4 separate regions of the Zea mays genome follow, and regions 1, 2 and 3 are each linked to region 4. The links are chromatin contacts, called in public Hi-C maps. All regions are on one chromosome and are shown on one strand. The core of a region is the stretch at or near the end of the contact, and the rest is flanking DNA. Distances in the headings are between cores, read along the strand shown.

Evidence for each region. A called contact is a pair of places that touch in the nucleus more often than the background predicts.
Region 1: a contact with region 4 is called in a Hi-C map of ear, with 3 times the contacts expected there. The contact joins the enhancer-like site here to the promoter of LOC103636073 in region 4. A contact is called at or near these places in 5 of 25 Hi-C or Micro-C datasets (ear and leaf).
Region 2: a contact with region 4 is called in a Hi-C map of leaf, with 6 times the contacts expected there. The contact joins the promoter of LOC103636044 here to the promoter of LOC103636073 in region 4. A contact is called at or near these places in 7 of 25 Hi-C or Micro-C datasets (bundle sheath, ear, endosperm and 2 more).
Region 3: a contact with region 4 is called in a Hi-C map of leaf, with 5 times the contacts expected there. The contact joins the promoter of LOC103636115 here to the promoter of LOC103636073 in region 4. A contact is called at or near these places in 3 of 25 Hi-C or Micro-C datasets (ear, leaf and tassel).

Annotation. Positions count from the first base shown.
Region 1 is chr1:70,374,198-70,377,453 of Zm-B73-REFERENCE-NAM-5.0, forward strand. No RefSeq gene overlaps it. Among protein-coding and RNA genes, the nearest start is that of LOC103636105, 39 kb to the right of the region's middle. Within about 2 kb of position 1,719, at least 16 of the 20 cell types and tissues checked have an H3K27ac peak or open chromatin away from gene starts, as enhancers often do. A contact at or near this core is called in ear and leaf, where this site is marked.
Region 2 is chr1:69,704,327-69,707,313 of Zm-B73-REFERENCE-NAM-5.0, forward strand. LOC103636044 (PLATZ transcription factor family protein) reads left to right here and starts at 1,672. Exons shown (of 4, transcript XM_008658404.4): 1 at 1,672-1,908. The coding sequence starts at 1,870.
Region 3 is chr1:70,417,010-70,420,476 of Zm-B73-REFERENCE-NAM-5.0, forward strand. It overlaps LOC103636115, which reads left to right and starts at 2,198. Exons shown (of 1, transcript XM_008658482.2): 1 at 2,198-3,427. The coding sequence starts at 2,468. The coding sequence ends at 3,061.
Region 4 is chr1:70,092,082-70,095,538 of Zm-B73-REFERENCE-NAM-5.0, forward strand. It overlaps LOC103636073 (1-phosphatidylinositol-3-phosphate 5-kinase FAB1B), which reads right to left and starts at 1,669. Exons shown (of 12, transcript XM_008658432.3): 1 at 1,039-1,669; 2 at 1-526. The coding sequence starts at 458.

The DNA of each region.
Region 1 (3,256 bases), core at 469-2,968, 280 kb after region 4:
CTGAAGCTAGTAGAACTTTGTAAAGGCCTCGTAGTGTTACCCTGCCTCGCTTCCTTGGTAGAGGTGTATGTGATTCATGACCCCTTGGCAGATGGGTAGCATGACTTGTGGGTAAAGATGTGCAACCTCTGCAGAGTGTAAAACTGGTATACTAGCCGTGCTCACGGTCATGAGCGGCTCGGACCCTCACATGATTAATCTATGGAATTAAAACTCAATTTGTCATTTGCATCGCATTGGGATTATTTTATTATTACTTTTACTTATTATTACTAAGGTTTGGTATTTACTTATACTTAGTAATTGCTAATAAAACTTTGACCAACTTATAAAAGCAATGCTCAGCTTCAACCTTTATTTTATTGATCAGCCTTACACAACACATGAACTCCTACCTTTGGTGAGTTCATGCCACATTATTCCCCACAACTTGTTGAGCGATGAACATGTGTGAGCTCACCCTTGCTGTCTCACACCCCCCACAGGAGAATAGCAGGTGGTTGAAGAGGAGCCACACATCGAGGAGTTCGATTCGATATAGGTGGCGTCTCCCAGTTGACTTTCTAGCGCCAAAGATAGATTTTATATCCTTTTATATTTATCTTTTATTTTTAAGACTTCCGCTATATAATAAGTACTCTTATTATATTGTGACATTTATCTCTATACACTATGGTATTATATATGTTGTCTTCTTTGGCGCATGTATGAGATGCACCCGACTTTGTCCATTAAATCCGGGTGTGACAGGTGCCGAGATAATACTGCTCGGCGCCACAGCCTATGACGCCGAGGTGCTGGCCGTGCTGGCGTGTGCAGGCCGAGCTGACAGCTGACGTGACAAATCTCGGCGCCAAGAGTGGCGCCGAGGTCTAATATCCGACCTCCCACTCCGGCCTGCCTGCCTGCCACGGATGTCTAAGTCAGCCATGTAATTGCTCAAGTCACAGCGACGACTACGACGTCACTCGCATAATGAACATACCTTGACTGCCATCTTTCTCCCTCTGTACCATATGCTCTCTGAGTTATCTTTCTTTTGTTCTTAAAAAAAGAGAAAACTGCTCTACTAGGACTTACTAGATTTTCCGTCCGGAACTCCTTTTACTATTCCAAAGCTTGGTTCTGTTAACTGCCTCTGTTTTCACCGTAAGCTTTGTTCTGTTAACTGCCTAGAAAACCCCTACAGTACATGATTTATGAGAATTCCTAAAATTTTAAGAGATGTAATATGATTAGACGAGTCATGAGAATATCTATTTAAATATAGGTTGTTTTTTCCAAAGTTGGAACTGCCCCCAAAAATTCTTACCTGCGACAAAAAGATGGGAAACGGAACCTAACTTGAATCTGTTGAAAAGAATAAATCCCTCTACGACTTCCATTTCACTACACAGCCATCAACTTCACCGCCTACTACAGTGGGGAGCACTGAGTATTGTCCTCTCTCATTTCTCCTTTCTCCAAACAAGATATCTAGTCTGATAGGGAACACCACTTATGGCGCCGATATAAAGGTACAAAAACAGAAATACTTTTTTTGGGGATTAAATGTGATTTTTTTCGTAAAAAGGACTAAATTACAAAAAAAAAACGGTCTGGGAGATAAGAGACGCAAGAATGAATCTTTGAGTCATTTCCCATATAGGATGAGCAGTGGCAGAACCCTTGTGCATGCATCAAGCAAAGAACATCGAATAGTGGCACGAACGACTGGGCTGTTGTAGCGGGGAGGCCCATACTCGCAAATGAATACTCCAGCAAAGCGAGCGCATTCGAAACTGGGCATAACTTCATCATTCAACAAAAGCCCATAATTTATATGGGCCGATTTTGGACTGGTTGTTGTACTTGCAGCCGATAAGCTCCACTAGAGAAGAAGCTAGTGTATCATCGATTTTATGAAGTGAAAGAAAAGAAGAAAAAAGGAGTGAGATTTCAACACGTCCCATAAACCGCCGGCCGAACTAAATAAAATAATACGAGCCTGTGCACTTCAATCGATGTATATAAACGGTTAGTGTTTTCGTTAAGAATTTCAGGGATGATGATGATGATGATTATGGTCCCTCACAACCCGGGCATTTCGAGTAACGAAACAGAGAAAGCACTCACTCAACTTTTACATTGCAGTACTCGATCCATCGCAAGCTTGGCTAAAGAAAAACTTAGGATGCTTTTTCTTATCTATCTATCATTGGAAATTAACATTAAATTGTATTTTTTTATTTATTTGCTTTGATTGATATGCCATGGAATGGAATCAGTTAGATGGATGTTACAGGATAGAGGAAAAGGCAGTTATATTCTTGTCATCACGTACTGCAGGCATGACTTAGAAAATATAGAAACATTTCTTGGATGTCAGCATCATTTCGATAGTACGGCTGCATGTAATACGAAGCACTTGAGAAACCAGGCAACACTTGATTTAGCACGCATACATAGTTTAAAAAATACATATATAGACAATATAATAGTATCACATTTCAGATTAAATTAAGCCGTAGGCTGATACAGAGATAGAATAAGGCATGTTGTATGAAATCAATACACGGAGCTCCATCACGCAAACCGCCGGCCAGCTCCCCGTAAGCCATCCATCCACCATGATGGGAGACCTGAATTCAATATATTAGTCTCCAGTTGATGATCCGGTGGCCATCATACGCAGCGACCCCGTACAAATTACTATTAATCTATTCTTCTACATATATATACAACATGCAAGTGGGAGCTGTCAGCGTCCCAAACAAGTGTTACTTTTATTTTCCAATGCGCTGCGTCTGCAGATTTGCTCTGCTAAGGAGATCGGGCGAGCTGAGTCGTCAAATAATCATGTCCCACTTCACCAGTTGGACTCTAACAACAAGCTACTACTTGTAATCAGTGGGCCGTCAAGTGGCATTTTATTTAGCTCAGAGCATCAGTACCTGGTTTTGTTTGCAAAGTGGCACCATACCAATCCAAGCTTTGCGTATAATCTAGGGAGACTAAGGGTATGTTTGGTTGAGAAGTGAAGGAGAATGGAGCAACTCTATTCTAATTTTTTGGATGTTTGGTTTCTAACAAAAGATGAGCGAAGCGGTTTCTAGAGTCTTCATATGGAAATTTATCATAAATAGTTGAAGTGTTCTCACTCTATCAAAATAGTCGGATGTGAGCGCTCTCTCGGACGCGAGCGCTGTCATTCTTCTTCTCGACTCTACACTCATATGGCTCTTCAACCAAACAAAGAACAGAGGGACTCCGTTCA
Region 2 (2,987 bases), core at 422-2,921, 390 kb before region 4:
TTTATATCTAACTTTCTATCTTTCACGTACATACCATTCTATATTTAACGCAAGTTTTATTATTATTATTATTTTCCCGGCCGATCCCCCATCCCCTCATCACCTCTGCTTCCGCGAAACAACGCTCCGAATTCAACAGTGCCTAAATTAAGTGACAGAACCCTAAACTTTCATATGACTACTATATAGCATGTGTTACACACGATCCCGAGGAGATGATCGATGATGGCGGTGGAGCAAGTGAGGAGAGGGGGAAGGGAAGGGAAGGGAAGGGAAGGGATGAGGGATGATTCATATAAAGTAGTTCATGGGGAAGGGAGATGAGTTATTCAACTATCTGGACCGTTGATTTTGATAGTGTGTTAAGTTTGAGTACAATATGTTAGGTGAATTTAGTGGGGATAATGAGTATGGGGTGATTTGGTTGTGTGATTTTTGCAAAGTTTAAACTGATGGATTATATAGTGGTAAGAGCATAACTCTTTTCTATTATATAAATATGTGTAACTTTCTATCTTTAACGTATACAACTTTATATCTAACTTTCTATCTTTCACGTACATACCATTCTATATTTAACGCAAGTTTTATTATTATTATTATTTTCCCGGCCGGTCCCCCATCCCCTCATCACCTCTGCTTCCACGAAACAACGCTCTGAATTCAACAGTGCCTAAATTAAGTGACAGAACCCTAAACTTTCATATGACTACTATATAGCATGTGTTACACACGATCCCGAGGAGATGATCGATGATGGCGGTGGAGCAAGTGAGGAGAGGGGGAAGGGAAGGGAAGGGAAGGGAAGGGATGAGGGATGATTCATATAAAGTAGTTCATGGGGAAGGGAGATGAGTTATTCAACTATCTGGACCGTTGATTTTGATAGTGTGTTAAGTTTGAGTACAATATGTTAGGTGAATTTAGTGGGGATAATGAGTATGGGGTGATTTGGTTGTGTGATTTTTGCAAAGTTTAAACTGATGGATTATATAGTGGTAAGAGCATAACTCTTTTCTATTATATAAATATATGTAACTTTCTATTTTTAACGTATACAACTTTATATCTAACTTTCTATCTTTAACGTACATACCATTCTATATTTAACACAAGTTTTTTTATTATTTTCCCCACCGGTCCCCCTTTCTCTCATCACCTGTGCTTCGACGAAACCACGCTCTGAATTCAAAAGTTTAGCGCTGCTAAAAAGCAGTGCAACTGACATCCGGGCACATTGAATGAGTAGAGAAAGCGCTGTAGAAACGTACGCCTTGACCGGCTGAGGCGCAACGCAAGCAGCGCGGCTCCAAGCTGGCGCCACCCGCGAACTGCGTCTGCAACCAACGGCGTCGGCTCTAGCTCACGCTCAACTCGAGCACGCGGACTCGCCTCGCGCTCAACGTGAGCATATGCATGGGCCGCCCGGCATCTCTTCTCTGGCTGGTCCTGTCCTGTCATCAAACCTGACCTGACCACTCTCCGGCTCCGCTCGTTGGAACGGCGGCACACACGACATCACGGTGTCGCGTACGTGAGGCTACACCGTTGGATTGGTTGGTAGGTCAGTTCACCGACGGCCGTGATTAACTGATTCAGGATTCTTTTACAAATTAATTAAAACGAGAGAGATATAGCCACGTTAACACTATGTTGTGTTATTAATTAAACAAAAGCCATTATATTTCCCCCTTCTGAGTTTCCCTATTTATAATCATCCTCTATCTTGGCCCCATCGCGCGGCTCAGCTTTCCAGATTTCCTCCGGCGAGAGAGAGGAACCAGTAGTAAAACACAAGATACATAGATGCTACGACTGTGCTAGTGAGCTGTGAGATCGAGAGAACACACTCTCCAGCAGCACGGCAACATGTCTTGCATAGGTTCCTCTTGCACCGCAACCAACAAGGTAATATACATGAGAAACACTTCTGCCGCTCTCGATGGATCCGTGCGTGCGTAGAACGAATTTCTACCACAGTATAGTAGCTGGTTCATATTCATCCATATCTAGATGTTTATTTGTGCTCTATAAATCCAGGCAATATATAGCTTCTGATCTCCTTGAAAAAGGGTCTCTATCCCTCTTGAGCGACTTTTTTCCCCATCCTAGTATGTTAGGCTATAAATTCATCATGGCTTATATGATTGTTTTTTTTCTAAGTTTAGTTTCAGATCTCCGGTTTCCCTCGTGGACGTATGAACCGTAGTACACGTGTGCAATCGACAGCTCTGGATCATGTTGCCGAAACGTTTCTTGCGCGTTATTATGTTCGTACATGTTTTGCGTTTCAGGTACACGTGTGTAATCGACAGCTCTGGATCGTGTTGCCGAAACATTTCTTGCACGTTATCATGTCCATACATGGTTTGCGTTTTAGGTACTAATGGGATATTTCAACTAGAGCCACGTACGCAACAATAACGGTTAACGGTCTCTAGTTTTTGGATCCGTGCGACTTCTTTTACCTAGCTAGTTTTTAGTTAGTAATGCCCCACAAGGTTATCATGGGTATCTATCTAGATCTAAAATTGTTAACCGGTGCTTTCTATGAGCGACCTTTTTCTATTCCAATTTCATTCAACTGTAGGTCCACCATGGCATATATATGTTTGTTTCCTAAGTTTAGTTCAAGATCTACTTTTTTTCTCATGAGCATGTATGGGTCGTGGTACACGTGTGTAACCAATTATTTTGGAACGTGCTATTAAAGGGTTTCTTATGCGTTGTCGTGTTCATACATGTTTGTGTTTCAGGTAGTAAGGGATATTTCGACCATATATAGGCACATATGCAACAATAACGGTTGTAACGGCCTCTGGTTTTTGGATCCTTGCAACTTATTTCAACTGTTTTTAAAACTAAAGCCACTACAACTGTTTTTGTTGCATATGTGCTTCTGGTTTAAGGATCCCTAGTCATTACCTAAAATACAAACATATGTACGGACACAATAACACATAAAAACCCTTTAATAGCACATTCCA
Region 3 (3,467 bases), core at 948-3,447, 330 kb after region 4:
ATTCAAAATAATAATGAAAAATGATAGAGCGGTGGGTAAGGTAATAGGAGTTGTTTCTATAATTTTAAAAAATGTTTTTATGTTTTTTTGGATTTTTAATTTGTCGAGTGCTTTTCGACACTCGGCAAAGTCTTTGCCGAGTGTCCAAAAAAAGTACTCGGCAAAGAACCTTCTACCGATAAAATATTTGCCGAGTATTATTTGCCTAGTGTAAAATAGTCTTTGCCGAGTGTCTTAGACACTCGGCATAAGACACACGGCAAAGAACGCGATTCCAGTAGTGACCGAGGGGAAAAATGTGTCAATTTCTATTTCTTTGAGGGATTGTCGAAAGTTTTTTACTACCATATAACTCATGCAAACACTACAATCCGTGGGTTCGTAGAGAGGAGAGGAGGGGCGGCGACTTGAGGAGAGAGGTTGACAGTGACAACGCCGAGAGGAGAAGAAGGGGCGACTGGCGGACGATTATGATTGCATAATAACTTGGGAGCTAGACAAATGATTTAGAAACAAACACAAGCAAGAGAACTTAGGAGGGAGAAGGGGAAAATAAATCATAAGCGATACAACACAAAAGACACGAGCGATTTATTTACCGGAGTTCGGCTTCCAAATGGAACCCACATCTTCGTTGATGCGTACCTAAGGATGGGTCTCTTTCAACCCCTCGAATGATTCCAAAGATCAAGCTCGAGCCCTCTCTTTCTACTCAATCAAAGAACCTAAGTCCTCGTAAGGATCTTGAAAGCTCTCTTGTGGGTTTTGGTGATTTGGATGACAACCCAATTAAAGGGCTGACAGGTCTGTTACGTATTGGACATGTTCTTAGTATAGAGCTTGTAAAGTTCAACACAAGTGTTCAAGAGTTATGGTCCAAATGTTGAGTTGATTATGGTTGTGGACATCACGAGTGAAGAATAATGCTTAAGTGAGTCTCCGCGATCATATCTTAGAGACAGCTGATCAAGCCAAGGATGGAAACAAGAAGAGCTTCGAGGTACCGAGTGCACGGTAGAAGGTCAAGGAGGCTGAGGAACCCAAAGCCAAGGGTAAAGAAGAAGACTTGCAAAGTCAAGGTTGATTGAGTTGAGAAGAGCTATGGTAAATCGAGGATCACTATCTAAGTATGTGACTTACAACCAATGAGGAAACATCTATATTTATGCAGTGTAAGTCATAAGACTCAAGATCAAGTTGAAGATGTAAAGCAAGGTCGCTAGAAGGAGGAGTAATGTCAAATCCAGAACTTAGAAGCAACCCAAAAGAGCTAAGTTCTTTCTGACTTTTAGTTGGGGTGTTCTTGTGTTTGGATATGTTCTGTGTGACCTTTGCAGAGTGTTAGAGCTCCTAGATAGCAATCTAGATCAAGTCTTGGAGACTTGGAGTTTTGGAATCCAACATCGACCTCAAACAGGCCAAAAGAAGCAATGTTGCATACACCTTCTACTATGCATATGGAACTTTAGTTTTGCTCTCTAAACCATGTTTATAGAGAAAGTGTCATTTGGAGCTCTGTTTGAGGTAAAACATAAATCCTAGAGAAAAGAAGTGAAGGGGGGTATGAACCCATCATTTAGTCGATTGTTCCAGTGGCTAACTATGTTTGTCTAAGTGTTAGAGAACCTCACAAAAACAGTCGAGAAAAAATGAAGGAGTTCAGCTCAAAAGAGCCAAACTTAGGTTAGACTGGGCTTCATCAGACAGTCCGGTGTGCACCAGACATGTCCAGTGGCAGACGACCAACAACTCTTAGGCGACCCAACGGTCGACAGCGGGATCAACGCTAACCACGTCAGCTCATCAACAGTTAGGAGAGGTCACCGGACAGTCCGGTGCCCACCCGAAAAAAAGAACTAGCCACCTAATACGGTGACCGTTGCACAATAATTAATTCATACAATAATTAATATGTAAAACACTACTCCCTACGTCCCAAATTACTAGATTCACACAATAATTAATTCATACAATAATTAATGTATAGTTTTTATATATATATATATATATCTAGGTTCATAATTATTCATATGAATATGAACATAAAATCTAGAGTTAAAATGATTATTATTTTGATATAGAGAGATTATTTATACAGTGATTTTAAAATAGAAAGACTATTGGACATAGTCATAACCCGGACCGCAAGAAGGGAAAGGGATAGCACGTATACACACAGAAAAAAGTAATGAAAATAAAAGAAAAGGTCTATCAGCAGGAAAAGAAAACCCACAGGAAGGCTGGAAACCGCCATTGCAGGGGCTACAAATACAGGAAACCACTCACCCTCTCTCCCACTTCCTCGCCCTCCAACCTCTCCTGATCTCCTCCTCTGGTCCGCATAGAGGAGCAGCTTGCCAGCCAAGGACACCGGAGCACGGGCACGGGCGCACGGCCAGCGCGAACCTCCTCCCCTCCCCTCTTCTTCCGTTTCCAACAGCGAGGCATAGTGGAGAAGGCGAGGAGCATGGCGCGCAAACTAGAGATCCCCCAGTGGAAGCACGACGGCCTTCCGTCGCCGACGAGCCCGCTGGACCGCGCGTCGCCCCGTGGGTGGCGCCACCGCGACGCCGTCGGAGGCGTCGGGCTCGGGATCCTGGCGGCGCTGGAGGCCGAGGGCCCGCTGCCCGGCGCCGGCGCCGCCGCCGCGCCGCGGGTGTCCATCCCGCGGCGCGCGGCGCGGCTGGAGGTATCGGAGCTCGCGTGCAGCGGGCGGTGCGCCACCAGTCTGTGCGGCGGCCCGGTGTCCGGCCGGGCCGGCGGCGGCGGTGGAGCGGCGTTCCGCGTGGCGGAGTTCCTCTCGTGCTGCGACATGTGCCGCCGGGCGCTGGACGGGAAGGACGTCTTCATGTACCGCGGGGAGCGCGCCTTCTGCAGCATGGAGTGCCGGTACCACGCCATCGTGAGCGACGAGTTCCGGGAGGCGGAGGAGGAGAAGGAGCGGAAGCGCCGCGCGGCGGCCGCCGACGTGCCCAGGAAGTCGGCCGCTGAGATGGTGGCCGGCTCGCCGTGCAGCGGCGGCGGGCAGATCTTCTTCACCACCGGCATCGTCGTCGCATGATGGGCGCGCGGTGCGGATCCGTCGTTCCGTCTAGTCTAGTGACGAAACAAAAAAAAAATCCAGCTGGAGGAACCGGCGGACGCTGTAAGATAAACATGACAAAACTAAAAAAAAAGGAAGCACGAGAAATAAGGGTGGGTGTGTTTGTGTAGAGAAATGGGTGGGTGGGGGAAACTTTGTTCCTCCTCTCCTCCTCTTTGGTAGAGGAGGCATCATGAGGATGGTGGGCGGGATGAGATGTTTTGTAGCATAGTAGCAGGAGGGAAGGAGAGGGATGATGGCAAGTTTTCCAAGGATTGTTGCTTCCCTTTTGTTTTCTCATCTGTCTGCTCTGGCAAAAAGGAATAACATTCTTGTTCAAATCCATCCCGCTCCACGTTGTTGGTGTTGAGAAACCTCCTCTTCT
Region 4 (3,457 bases), core at 419-2,918:
CAGCTCACATGCTGATAATTCCCATTAGAGTAAGAGCCTGCCGTTGTGGTAACACTATTGATGGTGATAGCTGACTTGGTGCTGAACAAACTCGTCTCAGACAGGGAAGGGGTGAGCACCGGCAGCACCGGTTTGAGGGAAGTGACTCTTTCTTGCTCCCATTGCTTGAAGCAGAAGTTGCAGACACGTATCCTGTCCCCCTCATCGACATTTCTGTCAGGGCCACTTGAAACTGGGATGGAGTTTGCAGTGCACTTACCACAGAAAATTCGCCCACAGCGACGACAATGATGTCTGCGGTTGAATATGGTGAATTGTGAATCACAGTCATAGCAAACTCGACAGCTGTGATCGGGCATCCAGAAGTCCCGGGAGACATTATCTGGGTTGGAGCGTCGCGGCAGCCATGATGTCAAAAGCTTAACTACGTCAGAAAACGTTTTATTTGGGTCCTCCATTGGCAGCTAAAACTGTACCACCTCAAAGAAACCTTCATACTTGCATCCTCATCTGATGCGACAGAAATCTAGAAAGAGATAAAGGCACTCGTTACAACGAACTAACCAACAAAAAGAAGCAGGAAAATTCAATGCACCCTGAACAAACATACAATTTTCCTTTGGATTCTCGCACCAGAAAGAATGGCCGTGTTCCATTTGCAGCATGAATTTCCTCAACAAATATTGCAATAGAATGACAGTACGATAAAATTAGTCGACAATCTCAAAACTGTGATGCATTTATACACTGCCCTATCCCCATCTGACATAATAATGAACTATATTGGACCAAAACCGGGCAAGTAGTTCGGTGTCAACATGGCAAGTCCTTCGCTAAATTTAAAAGCATAAAACAACGATAACGCTGGCACCTAAAGAACAGAGAAATAAAGCGTTGATGCTTGAGTTGAAAACCCAAGCATATATACACTATGTAACGCGGCCAAATAAATCAGTACCAAAGTACAAACGGCACGCCACTGTGTATTGTAGGCGATCAGCAAGATAGACGACGTAGTAATGTGGGCAGGGACAATACCTCAGAGCTCCTCCGAGATCGGTCAGAAGAGGAGCCGCGCGGCCCGCGGTGCGCATTGCATCGGAATCCGAGGAAGCGCGAGCAGGATCGGTCGAGCGACAGGCGCGCGCCGCTTGCTAATCGAGGCACCGCCACGGTCCACGGAGGAGGGGCCCAGAACTCCACCGCGCAAAGATCCCCGGTGTCAGAATCCTACGTCGCGCCCCGCACCCGTGTCGCAGCGAGGCAGCGGGGGCGGGGCGGCAGCGCCGCGCGCGCCGGGCATTTGGCGGCAGCGCCAAAGGGCACGCCCGGCGCGGTGCGGTCCGGTCCGATCGGGAGAGGAGAGGAGCCCGGTGGCGCGGGGCCGGGCAACGCCGGAGGAGGAGGAATCCAATCGGAGGAGCGGCAGAAGATCACAGACCTCGGCGGAGGAGCGGGAGGGAGGGAGCGCCGGGGTGGGAGGAGAGAGAAAAAAAGGCGAGTTTGTTTCTATTTTTATTATTTTGGCTGCTGCTCTTTTTTGTAGTATATACTGGATTATAATTTTCGTGGCTTTGGGATTGACCGGTGGAGCCGATAGGTGAGGAAGTCGCGGAGGGCCCGCAGAAGGCTCCTGGGAAAGCCTCGTCTTCCCTTCGTTCAAATTGACGTCAATACAATTTTTTTTTTGCGGTCCACATAAGTGCTTGATATGGCCAAATTTTTTTTATTTTGGTCCTTTTTTCAGAGAAATTTCACGTTTAAACTTAGACGACTTAATTTAATTTTTGGACCATTTACTCGGCTCCACAAGCTATGGCGTCAAGGTAACACCGCTCGACGCCACATCCTATGGCGCCGAGTCTAGGGCTGGGCATTCGGGTTTTTTTGGAACTTCGGTTCGGTTTTTCGGTTTTCAAAAACTTCGGTTTTTTAAATATTAGAAACCGATCGGTTTTCTAAAAAAATAAAAAACGATAAGTTCGGTTTCGGTTTTGGTAAAAAACGAACACCAAACTTATACTCAATAAGGGTACATGACAACACATTACACATAATTTTAAAAAGTAAAAATTATATAGGTATAAATATTTAAAAACATATCATACATCACATACAAATAAGTGAATAACAATTTGATTGCATTACACATTTAATTCACATAATCAAATAGTCAAAATTTTGAATTCATAAAGTTTGGTATTCGGTTTTTTGGTATTTCGGTTCGGTATACGATAAAAACCGATTACGATACCGAATACCGAAATTCTCAGATGTAAAAACCGAAATCGAACCGAACTTCAAAAAACCGAAATTTTGGCTCGGTTCGGTTTTCGGTTTACGATAAAAAATGCCCACCCCTAGCCGAGTCACGTGTCGCGCTGCCACAGCTCGGACGTCGTGGCGCCGACGTGACACCGAGCTCGGCGCAACATATCTTGGTGGCGAGCTCGATTGTATAAACCCGTGGCCGCTTCTCCTCCTCGCGCCCGTTGCAATTTCTTTTCGTTTTGCCGCCACTCTTTCCCCTCTGACGCCGTCATCTCGACGTGCGTCGCCGCCTCACCACCGCCAGCGCCCGCGACCACCCGTGCCGGCGCACCTTCCTCGCCTCCGGCAGCGCCGACCACTACCACTGGTCGGCCCTCCGCCCCGTCGCCAATGCGTGATAGGTGAGTATGTAGTTGTTGTTGTTTTCAAATTTTATATATCGTTAGTTCAAATTTTAGTCAAAATAAAGATTGTTGTTGTAGTTTTAGTTTAAAGATTGTTGATGTAGTTTTAGTTCAAATTTTAGCTTAAAGATTGTTGTGTAGTTGTATATAGTTAGTATATAGTTATTGATAGGTGCAAAGGTGTATGTCAGCCATCGTGTTGTTCTTCTATTGTTGTCGTTTTTGCAGGTTTTAGAAACCTCCTTGTACTATGTTGCTTTTTTCAGACAGGAGGCTATCCAACACTGCAAGTATCATGGATGAAATCGGCATGCTACGAAAGCTTAGAGAGTGTTGCTGCGGAAGCTGCAAATGGGGCTAGTGCGATGGATGGGAGTAGGGGCACAACCACCGTGGGCGCCTCGCTCGACACGAGCAACATTCTTTATGGCACTAGCATATTACGTCCGCGCCATCGATCATCCAGCACACATGATCTGGTATGTTTTAGTGTTAGTAACGTTATAGATTTCGATTGGCAATATTGGTTTGTTGTTTTGTTAGTGACACATTATAGACTTAGTTGTATTGTAGACTCATAGATCAACAAATAAGGTCATGACAAGTTACAATGAAACTTAGAGATATATTAGTGAAACTTAGAGTTTCGTATGTCATTTGTAAGGAAAATGGACCCTGGGTCGTTTGGCTCAAAAGGTTTTGGTGTTTGATGATCAACATAACCTGTGGACTAATGTGTTTGCTAATGTTTATGTTTCTAGTTCATATGATGCTAAAATGAC